Linked DNA regions of Mus musculus: region 2 is linked to region 1. A link is a contact called in public HiChIP or PLAC-seq data. All regions are on one chromosome and are shown on one strand. The core of a region is the stretch at or near the end of the contact, and the rest is flanking DNA. Distances in the headings are between cores, read along the strand shown.

Region 1 (5,452 bases), core at 1,229-3,728:
CATGCCTGTGTCCAGATATCCCCTTTTAATAATATTATTTATAATAGGGCCCACTCGAATTACCTCATTTTAACTTGATTACCTCTTTAACAATCTTATTTCCAAGTAAGACCTATTTTGAGAACAACACACTCTTTCTCTCCCCTCCAGAGAAAGATACAATTCAATCCATAATTCTGAGATAACACAGATACACTGAGTCCAGAACATAGCAGCAGGAAGCACAGTTAAAAAAGCAACAACAGGGCTGGTGAGATGGCTCAGTGGGTAAGAGCACCCGACTGCTCTTCCGAAGGTCCAGAGTTCAAATCCCAGCAACCACATGGTGGCTCACAACCATCTGTAATGAGATCTGACTCCCTCTTCTGGAATGTCTGAAGACAGCTACAGTGTATTTACATATAATAAATAAATAAATCTTAAAAAAAAAAAAAAAAGCAACAACAACAACAGAAAACTGAGGCAAGGCTTAGGCATCAGCAGTGGAGCCTGGTCAGCACAGTGAGGCATTGTGACAAGAGAAATGTGGAAAACAGCTTCACATTGAAGCTGAGTTTGGAAAAATAGCAAATTAAACTTCCTAGTGGATATTTTAAACTGTCACTGGTCTTAATTCTAGAATAATTCATCTTTAAAGAGCAATTATATCTTGATTTGAAGAGGCAGCAGGCTTGATAATTCTAAGTTTTGCTTTGATTCTTTTTCTACTGTTCTATTCAAGTAAAAAAAATACTGCTTTTTTCATGGAAATCGACATTCAGAATATGATCCTAGTTTTGCAAACTTGTATTTCTCCTACCTATGGAGTCCTACGTCCTGCTTCAAACACCGACCAGGGTTACCTGGGGGCACGGGGACTTAGAGGAGAGGGTTTTTCAACTTTGTTATACAATTCTGTATACTTGAACCCTTTGTTGCTTCGAACACACCTACAAAAAATCCATTCTCTCTCTCTCTCCCTTTCCCTCTTCCCCTTTCCCTCCCCTTCCCCCTGCCCCCTTCCCCTATCTATCCCCTCTCATTAGGAGGCACATTCGGTACTATAAGGGAGCCAGTCCAGGGGTTGGAGGCAGGGTTGGGGATGCTGTGGCAGCAAACAAAAGACGTCAGCATTGTCAGGAGAATGTTCTCACCAGGCTTCTATCCCACCAAGTTGTGACAGAAGTGTCCTTTAACTACAGGTGTCACCTCATCCACTCAATAACAGTCACACTTGACCCCTGAAGATCCACACAGTCTCCAAGGTCAGAAGAAAGAGGCAGAGTTGCTAACTTTTGAGAAAATTTAGTATAAGCCAGACATGGTGAAACATACTGTCTTCCCAGCATCTAGGAGATTGAGGTTGAGACAGGAGGATTAGAATTTTAAGGTCTTCCTGCATTACATAGTGAGTGTGAGAGTATCCTGAGCTACATGAGAAGCTAGAAAGAAAAGGAGATGGTGAGAAAAGGGGAAAGAAAAGGGGAGGAAAGAGGAAGAGGGAAGGGAAAGAGGGAAGGGGAAGGGAAGAGGGGCAGGGAGGGAAAGAGAAGAGGGAGAGGGGAGAGGAGGAGGAGAGGGGAGGAGAGAATAAGAGAGAGGAGGGAAGGAAGGGAAGGTGTGGAAAGGGGAGGGGAGGGGAGAGGGAAAAGGAGGGGAGGGAATGGGAAGACGGAAAGGGGGGAAGAAGGGAGGGGAGAGGAAGAAGGAAGGGAAAGGGAAGAGGAGGAAAGGGGAGAGGAGGAGAGGGGAGGAGAGAATAGGAGAGGGGAGGGAAGGAATGAAAGATGAAGGAAGGGGGGGAGAGGGAGAGGAAAGGGGAGGAGGACAGGGAAGAGGAGTGAAGGGAAGAGGCACGTGGCTACATAATGGTTATAGTGTTCAAATTTTACAGTTCCTCTTTTCTTGTCTGTCTGTTCCAGGTAGTGGGCAGGAAATACATATATGGTTACTTCTCTTCCTGTCATTTTGCCAGGAAGCAGGAGTTTTTGAGCCCAGCATGCAGACAGCTGGATTGCATAAAGCTGAGCACACTACAGAATGATGTGGCTTTAGATCTCTACTTCCTGAAATCTGTTGCCGGGACTTCCCTTCAACCTTTGTAACCTCACATACAGGCCGTTCTGACAGGAGACGTGGACTCAGGGTTAAGGGGATGAGCAGAGAAGCAATGCCAGGGAGGGCTGCCCAAGAACAGGTTCCTAACATGGGCAAGCCCTTCCTGTTGGCTGGGAGAGACTGGGTCTACAGGTGTGCACATGCTTAACAGTCTCGTGGCTCTGGGTTCAATCTCCAGAACTGTAAACGCCACGAAAGATCACAAAAAAAAAAAAAAAAAAACCAAAAAACCAAGATATGCACATTGTAGTCAGTACACAGATAGCGCCCCCACCAGAGCCCTCTTGTCACACTTTCACAGCCACAACCATTTCATCCTGCTCCCATCGATGCCTTACCTCTTGTAACCAGTACTGTGATTGTTGGTTTTAGGAGAGAGATGTTATTGTTTGATATGGGTGTGGGTGCACATGCCCATATGAGAGATACAAGTGGGTGTACAGAGAGGCCCATGTGGTACTCCAGAGTAGGCTTTTGTGTTTACTGCACCTCTGCCCCTATCTGATTGCTTTGAGACACTGTCTCACTGAACAAGAAGCTCACCATTTGGCTAGACTGGCTGGCCAGCAAGCTCTCCAGATCTGCCCACTCTGGCCCCAGTGCTGAGGTTATGAGCTCCTATTTACATGGGAGCTGGGTATTTAAACTCAAGTCTTTGTGGTTGCAAAGGGGGCATTCTTGCCCACTGACCCATCTTCCCAACTATATGAATCTGCTTTTGGTTAATTTTATTTCAAGAATGTCATATCTAAATAAAAAACATAACAAGATGCTATTAAATGGTATAATACAGGAAGCACTCTTTGGGTGTGTTTTTCCCTTAGATGAACAGTTTGTTTAGCCCTTTACCTGGAAAGGCTTTCTTTCTCTAGCATCCTATCCTGCCATATGTGGTTATTACTTCTGGTAATGACTTATAAACATACTGCATTGACCAATTCAATTAGCTTCTCTGATCTTAATTTACTAGAATCCTTTTACTCTTAAGTTTCATAAGCACCATCATGAATACTCTTCATCAGGAAAATCTGGGGCTGATGAGATGGCTCAAGGGATTAAGGCACTTGCTGCAAAGTGTGGAGACCTGAGTTCAGTCCCCAGGACCCACCTGGTAAAAGAGAACTGATTCCCATAAGTTGTCCTCTGACCTCTACATGTAAATTGTGGTGTACCTCTCTCCAAATGCCCCAAAATAAATGTATGTTTAAAAAAAATAAAGAAGAGTCTAGCTCATGGTTTCCTATCCCCTGGGCACGCCTTAGCTTAACATTATAAAATTTAGACTTGGGCTTTCTCTCTGCCCTTGCTAGCATTGCTGAGGATGGCGTATACCGGCTAAGTGTGCAGGAATGGTGAGGCGGACAGGGTTTATTCACACAGAACAGAATCCTGTTGGAGAGTCTAACTAAAGCACTATCAGGCCTTTGGTGTTTTGAACAGTAGCTAGTGGTGTTCTGTGCACAATTTTACTGTATAATTTTCTATGCATACTGTGATATCTGATCAAAGTTTGAGTCTGAGATGCCACATATTTAGACAATCTTAAATTACTTTCATTGTTTTACAGCTTAGTTGAATTTTAATCTTGTTGAAATTTGTCCTTAAACATACTTTACAGTGAGTGGAAGGGTGCCAGGAGCATCATTCATTATAGCTACTCATGTTGCTATAGTGGCTGGAATGACATTTACCAACTACAAATATAACTTATGAAAGTTATAATAAATAAAGTAAACTTTTGCTTATTGCTTGATTTTTTTTAATTAAAAGACTTCTTGTGTCTGAGTACATGCGTGTATTGAGCACACGAATATACATGACGTGGGGGTGAGGTTCACATGGGGAGGCCAGAGGACGACTCTAGGTGGGTTCTTTCCTTCCACCTTTGTGTGGTTCTGTGCATCAGTCAGCAAGCACCTTTACCAGCTGAGCATCTTGCTGGAGCATATTGCTTGATTTTTTACCTGTGGCTGTGGCAAAGCATTTCAAGGTACATATTAGTGAAATTGATGGCTGCTCCTCTGATCCTCTTAAGAATTATGATGTACAACCCTCAAGATGACTCAGCAGGAGGAGGTGCATGCCTCTAAGCCTGGTGCCCTGACTCCATCCCTGGGACCCACGTGATGGAATGGAGAACCAGCTTCCTCGACTTTCCTTTGACCTCTACTCCAGTGAGCATGCACACACATCAAACAAATAGATAGATAAGCAAGTATGTGTAAATGTTTTAAAGGAATAAAGACTCAGGGACTGTGAAATGCTCAGCAGATAAAGGCACTTGTCCCCAAGCCTACATTTGATCCCCCAGACCCACATGGTAAAAGGAAGAACCAACTCCCACAAGTTGTACTCTGGCCTTCACAAGCCATCATATCATGCACAACTCTCACATACAAAATAATCAAGTACATGCAATGAAATTAAAAATAATAATTATGATCTAGAGCATGTGCTCTCTGGAGTGAGGATACTTGAGTGTATACATTTTTCAAATGTTAATAAAGGATCCAGGATGGAACCTTTGGCACTTATAAGACTGTATGGCCCAGCTAAGCACTTCCAGGGATTTGATTTAGAAATTCAGTAAGTTACACGAATGACTGTTGAGTTGGTAGTTGTGTTAGGAATTTAAAACAAAAGCCTTTCTCTTGAGGAATCGGCTGATCTGAAGTGCTATGCTGGTGTTGGGGGCATAATTCAGCACCTTATAAAGAAATGAAGCTTTAATTCAGCAAGCAAAGAATCTTAATAGAACATTACGCAGTCATCTAATTGAGAGGCACACTAAACACAGCTGGGTAAGGGTTAAACTCTTTGTATGTGGACTGTCGGGGATTAACAAGAGTTAGGCTATGTGTGATCTGATTTTACTAGAGACAAATAATTGAGGTGAAAGAGGAGATACGGGAGGTGGGCTTGTCTACACAGTCATGGGATGTATTACCCAGAAGCAGATGTACACACACCTACACTGGCTTTTTCATAAATGTGTGTTCATATTTATTATGGCCAACAACATGAAAAAAATTAGCACCTCCTGATTTATATGTGAAAACAATATTAAAGGCCCAGCCACATGATAACTGTGTCAGAGCCTTAAGTGCCATGTTGAGTCATATACTAAAACCAAATATTGAGTCATGTGTGGTCACAAGACATCTTGAACAAATAAGCAACTCTAATGCCACAGTCCTGAGGCAAGAACCAGGTGTCAGGTACAGTTTCATATCAGAAATCCCCAAGTACCAGAGGCTTGGAATGAAACGAGAGGATTTCACGAGACAGCTACAATTTCTAGAGACAAAATCAAAAGACAAATCTGGAAGGCAGTGTTCACATTGACAAGCTTTTC
Region 2 (5,452 bases), core at 1,874-4,373, 90 kb after region 1:
GAGATTGATCCCAGAACACACACTGGAAGAAAAGAATTGACTCTCAAAAGTTATCCTCTGACTTCCAAAAGCCTATTGGCACATGTGTGTGTGTGTGTGTGTGTGTGTGTGTGTGTATTTACTAAAAATAACTTTCAAAATAAGACTTTTTCCTTCATATGTTAATTATGAAGGTATTTTATTCTAGTGACAGAAACCTGACTACCACACCACCTCTCTCACGCTCTCAAGCACTCTTTCCATGAATTCAGATTTTTCATATATCTATTCCTTATTAAAGCTCTCCTCAGCTACAGCATTTGATAGGCTGAAGCAGGAAAATTATCATGAGCTCAAGGCTAGCCTGGACCACATAGTTTGAGTTTCAAAGCAAGATCCTATCTCAAAATAAAAAAAAAATCAAAAACAAAACAACAACAAATCCCCCTTCTCAGGAAGGAATTAGCCAGCAAACTTCCCCTGGTGGAATCTATTAGAGACAGAGGCCAAAATTAAAAGTAGAGTTCCCACACTTTAACAGCTATGCCATGGCTACTCATAGCTCATCCCCAAGTGACACACAGCGATATCTTAACCAAACATCCAGAGCCTGACTCCTAAGCCTGCCGAGTAAAACTCAGTACTTAACAACATGCCAAGGCACCAAACTATCTATCCAGAACGGACTCCTCCACATACCTGCCCACCACAAAATGGCCCATGCAATGAGGCCAAATCACTTATTTTTTTACCTGCTATCAGAGCTTTGGCTTTTCTCAGCCACTCTTCCCTTCGCTGGGAATTAGTCCACTGTTGCTCTTGCAGTTTGTTTGTTTTGAACAAAGAGAATGCAGATTTACTTTGGAAAAAATGAAAGAGAACTCCTGAGAACAGGAAGGGTTCCCAGGGAGGAATACCCTGTGTAGTGCAGTTCAGAAAATTTATCTTCATCTTTGACCCTTGTATTAGTTTATTTTCTTTACTGTAACCTTAAAGAGGGGAGGGTATATTTGGGCTTACAGTTCCAGAGTTGAGCTCATCACCATCAAAGTGGGAGGCATGGATGCAGGCAGGCACAACAGCAGGCACAGCAGCAGCAGGCACTGCTGAAAACACACATCTCAAACCTCAGTGCCTCTATGGCAGGCACTGCCCTTATCCTCTTGGCACAGCAGGTGACTGCCACAGTTTAAAATATTTCTGAGACTCGGTCTTTAAACCCAGGGCAAAGCTTCAGCCCACAGGAGCCAATGTTCATCTTGATGTAGAGGACAGTGAGCAGGCTGCAGAATGTTTTCAGTGAGGTACACTCAGTGTGGGTGAAATGGTAGGGGCCATACTCTTCAAGAAGAACTGACCCCCTCACCTCTATCCATGATATTCATATATATATATATATATATATATATATATATATATATATATATATATATATATACATATATATATATATAAAATGTTTTGCCTGTATGTATTTATGTATACTGCATATGGCCTTTAGAGACCAGAAGAGGACATATTATTTCCTAAAACTGGAATGACAGACTGTTGTGAGCCACCCTGTGCATGCTGGGAACCTGACATCAGCCCTCTGAAGAGCAGCCAGTGCTCTTAACCACTGGGCTATCTCTCCAGCACTCCCTCACTTTACTTTTTGACTCCCATGTCATTGGGTCATGATGTGTGATGTGGAGGAGAGGTCCTGAGCACGTGAAGAGAGAAATAGGAATTCAAAGGGAAAAGAGATTGTCAGAAGGACAGAAACTCAGTAAATGATCAAAGGCAATGAATGCCTCTAAGGTTCAGAGACATTTGCATCTGAAATGACTTACTAAGTTCTAGGCCCAACAGAAAAAAGACACACATTTAGGAATACTCTATAAAATTTCTTACCTGTTGAGCTAAAAAAAATTTATACAAGCTACCAGACAAAAAGAACAAGTGCATTACAGAAGAGTTAGATGGCTGCCAGCCTTTCTGTGTGGCAAGGGAAGCCAGCTGCTATAGAACTGCCCCCACCAACAGAAGAGGAGGCCTCACACTCAGCCAGGTCTGTCAGGTGAGAGAGTGATTTTGTGTGGATATGATATGGCTCAGGAAGTGTAGCATACACACTATACAGGAAGGGCCTCTGGCCAAGCAACACAGGAAGTGAGAGGAAAATCTGTATTTTCTGTTTTGAGACAGTGTGTCACAGTGCAGCCTTGGCTGGAGCTTGTTCTGTAGACCAAGCTGGCCTTGACCTCACAAAGTGATCCGCCTGCCTTGGCCTTGCAAGTGCTGGAACTAAAAACATGCACTATCACACCCAGCTAGAAAAAGCATAAGGTAACAAAGAAAGGAATAAATGTGAGAGCTAAGACTCAGGCATTCCACACCTGGATCTCACGGGTTAGAGCCTTGCTACACACCTGATTTATAATTATGGTGAGGAAGTTTTAAATGGCCCAGGATGATAGAGTCAGATCTGGCAGAACCTTAGAGACTGTCATTGCCTTTGATCATTTACTGAGTTTCTGTCCTTCTGACAATCTCTTTTCCCTTTGAATTCCTGTTTCTCTCTTCACGTGCTCAGGACCTCTCCTCCACATCTCACATCATGACCCAATGACATGGGAATCAAAAAGTAAAATGAGGGAGTACTGGAGAGATAGCCAGTATGTATATGATATTCATATATAATAAAAATAAATAGAAAAAAAAGGTCAAAAAGATGGAAGCAGCTGTGGAAGGACACACTGTAATCCCAGCACTTGGGAGGCTGCAGCAGAGGCATCACAGGGTCGACATGAACCTGGATGAAAAAAGGCTAACAACACACAGCACAGATCACCTGGGGCTGGACAGGAGTTCTGTCGAAGCTGTGTGACCCTAGGGCTGGCTCATTACCATCTCTGGGCCTGTTTCTTGAGATGAGTTGGAGAATGATCGTAGCTAAATCTTGCTCTAGCAAGAGCTAAGTGTACTAATACAGGCAAGGGATTTTGTTGGTGGTGGTTTGGTTTGAGAGTTTGGAGTTGTTGAGACAGAGTTTTGTTGATGTAGACCGGGATGACCTTGCCTTACTATTTTAGTCAGTGTTCTATTGTGAAGAGACACCATAACCATGGCAACTCTCAAAAAGGAAAGTATTTCCCTGGTGCTTGCTTACAGTTTCAGAGGTTTAGTCTGTTATCAGCATGGCAGGAAGCATGGTGGTACACAGGCAGACATGGAACTGAGAGTTCTATAACCAGATCCACAGGCAGCTTCTGAAATCTCCAAGCTCACCCTCAGTGACACACTTCCTCCAGCAAGGCTGTATCCCCCAATCCCTGTCAAATAGTGCTACTCCCTAATGACCAAACATTCAAATACAGGAGCCTACAGGGGACATTCTTATTCAAACCACCACAGCACCCAAGAATAACCTTCTGATCCTCCTGCCTGCCTGTGATCACAGACCCAGTGCCACTCAGTTTATGGAGTGCTGGTGACTGAACCCAAGGCTTTAAGCACAGTGACCAAGCAATCTACCAACTGAGCTACACCCTAGCTCTCAGACTGTGCCTTCTGGCCTCCAGCCTTCGAAGTTCCGTGGCTTACAAAAGCAACACTCTATTTCTTGTCACAATGAGGGCTATTCATGAGTTGGCTTTGCTTCTGTCTTGCACATTTCACATAGGACTTGAGAACTAGTCCTTGTAATTGAGGACAGTGTTATAGTTATCTCATAGCCATTATTTCTAAGGCTGGGAATGTGGTTTGTGGTAGAATGTTTGTCAAGCATGCATGAAGGACAGTTTTTATACCAGACTCATACTTTTTTTTCCCTGAAACTAAAACCATGATATTCTAATTAAAAACTTAGATTAGTTCAAAAAACTTGTATTAAGGTTCTCTAGAGGATCAGAACTAATCGAGTGGCCTAAAGGGCTTTTTTGAGTTGGCTTATAGAATAAGGGTGAGGTGGTCCTATAAGGGCTGTGTACATGCTGGAGAGACAAAGAGCCCAGTGGCTGCTCAGACTAAAAGTCTGAGTTCCAAGACAAGGCTAAAGGCTCAGGAGCTTCCCAGAGCTGAAAGGGTGGAGTCTAACATCGGTGGCCACCGCAACAGTGACAGGCTAGGCTCACTGCCTCTACTGGAGAAAGGGCTCACTGTTTTCTTCCTCCAGTTCCCCTTTATCCCAGCTCACAGTCCACTGGACAGTGCTGCTCACATTCATCGTAAGTCTCTCCCCACAAACATACTCAGAGGTGCATTTCTACAGAACCTTGATAGCTTTTAATCTAGTCAAGTTGACGATCAAAATCAAGCATCCCGGAACCCATGGACAAAGAAGAAACATGGATCAGCAATTTGGGCAATGGGAGGAAGAAAGACCTTAAAATATAGCACAGAATTATAAAAAAAAAATAAAGGGATACAGTTGCCTTATTAAAATGAAAAGATACATGTTTTGGAGCTGGGCATGATGGCACATGCCATTATTACAGCCCTTGGAAAGTGGGGCAAGAGTTCAAGGTTGGTTGGCCTGGGCTTCATAAAATTCTGTCTAAAACAACAAACAAACAAACAAACAAGCAAACAAACAAAAACCCACCCCAAATCAAAACCCTTTATGTATTTGTCTTTCCTTGTTCTCTATTGTTGTGATTAAAAACACAACACACCATGACCAAAGCACGGGAACCTGGAAGCTGGAACTGAAACGGAGATCACAGAAGGATGCTGCTTACTGGCTTGCCCTGTATGCTATCTTATACACTCCAAGACCAACTGTCCAGGGTGTAAGATCAAGAAAATGCCTCACATACTTGTCTATACACCAATATGATAGAGGTATTTTTCTTTCCTTTTCTTTCATTTTCTTTCTTTCTCTCTTTCTTTCCCTTTCTTTCTTTCTTTCTTTCTTTCTTTCTTTCTTTCTTTCTTCCCTTCTTTCCTTCTCTCTCTCTCTCCCTCTCTCTCTCTCTCTCTCTCTCTCTCTCTGATCTGAAAATGTCTTTACTGTTTAGAAAATGGATTCCAAGAAGGTTAAAATGCAATACCAGAGGGCATAAGTATAGAACTGGATGTATGTAGCTATAAAGCATCCAAATAAGAATATGGCAATATAAATATCCAAAAAGCATCTCTTAGGTCTTCAAAACAAAATGTGTAAGTAATTCCTAACTAGTGAGCAGTACAGAATTTCCTAGATGGGAGAAACGGTTAACATTAAAGTCTCGAAATCCTTTTCCTTAATTATATGCAGACAGTTTGCCTTTGATCAAACTCCTTTAAACAGGGATAACAGTATTGCTCAGGTCTATTGTTAAAATAGACAACATGTTGCAAATTATTTGTGGTATAATGTGTCCCAAGAAACCTTAGAAAATAAAGACTTTGAGCTGGCTCTGGGCTAAGTTTAATAGTCATCTCCTCTTCTGACAACTTCTTTACAGATTGGACGGAACAATATGGTGTGTTCAAACTGTGCTGTGTTTGA

The links. HiChIP or PLAC-seq counts read pairs in DNA pulled down with a chosen protein or histone mark.
Region 2: a contact with region 1 is called in an H3K4me3 HiChIP or PLAC-seq map of the SCID.adh cell line, with 13 read pairs. The contact joins two enhancer-like sites. A contact is called at or near these places in 2 of 484 Hi-C or Micro-C datasets (embryonic stem cells and germinal center B cells), 3 of 115 datasets of contacts at active chromatin or transcription factors (CD8 T cells, the SCID.adh cell line and embryonic stem cells) and 1 of 9 other capture datasets (embryonic stem cells).

Annotation. Positions count from the first base shown.
Region 1 is chr11:22,664,198-22,669,649 of GRCm38.p6, forward strand. Gm40816 (a long non-coding RNA gene) reads left to right here. Exons shown (of 3, transcript XR_872306.2): 3 at 1,902-2,327. Among named protein-coding and RNA genes, the nearest start is that of Gm40816, 13 kb to the left of the region's middle. Within about 2 kb of position 2,479, at least 67 of the 459 cell types and tissues checked have an H3K27ac peak or open chromatin away from gene starts, as enhancers often do. A contact at or near this core is called in the SCID.adh cell line, where this site is marked.
Region 2 is chr11:22,753,223-22,758,674 of GRCm38.p6, forward strand. It overlaps the pseudogene Gm12057. Among named protein-coding and RNA genes, the nearest start is that of Gm40816, 100 kb to the left of the region's middle. Within about 2 kb of position 3,124, at least 24 of the 459 cell types and tissues checked have an H3K27ac peak or open chromatin away from gene starts, as enhancers often do. A contact at or near this core is called in the SCID.adh cell line, where this site is marked.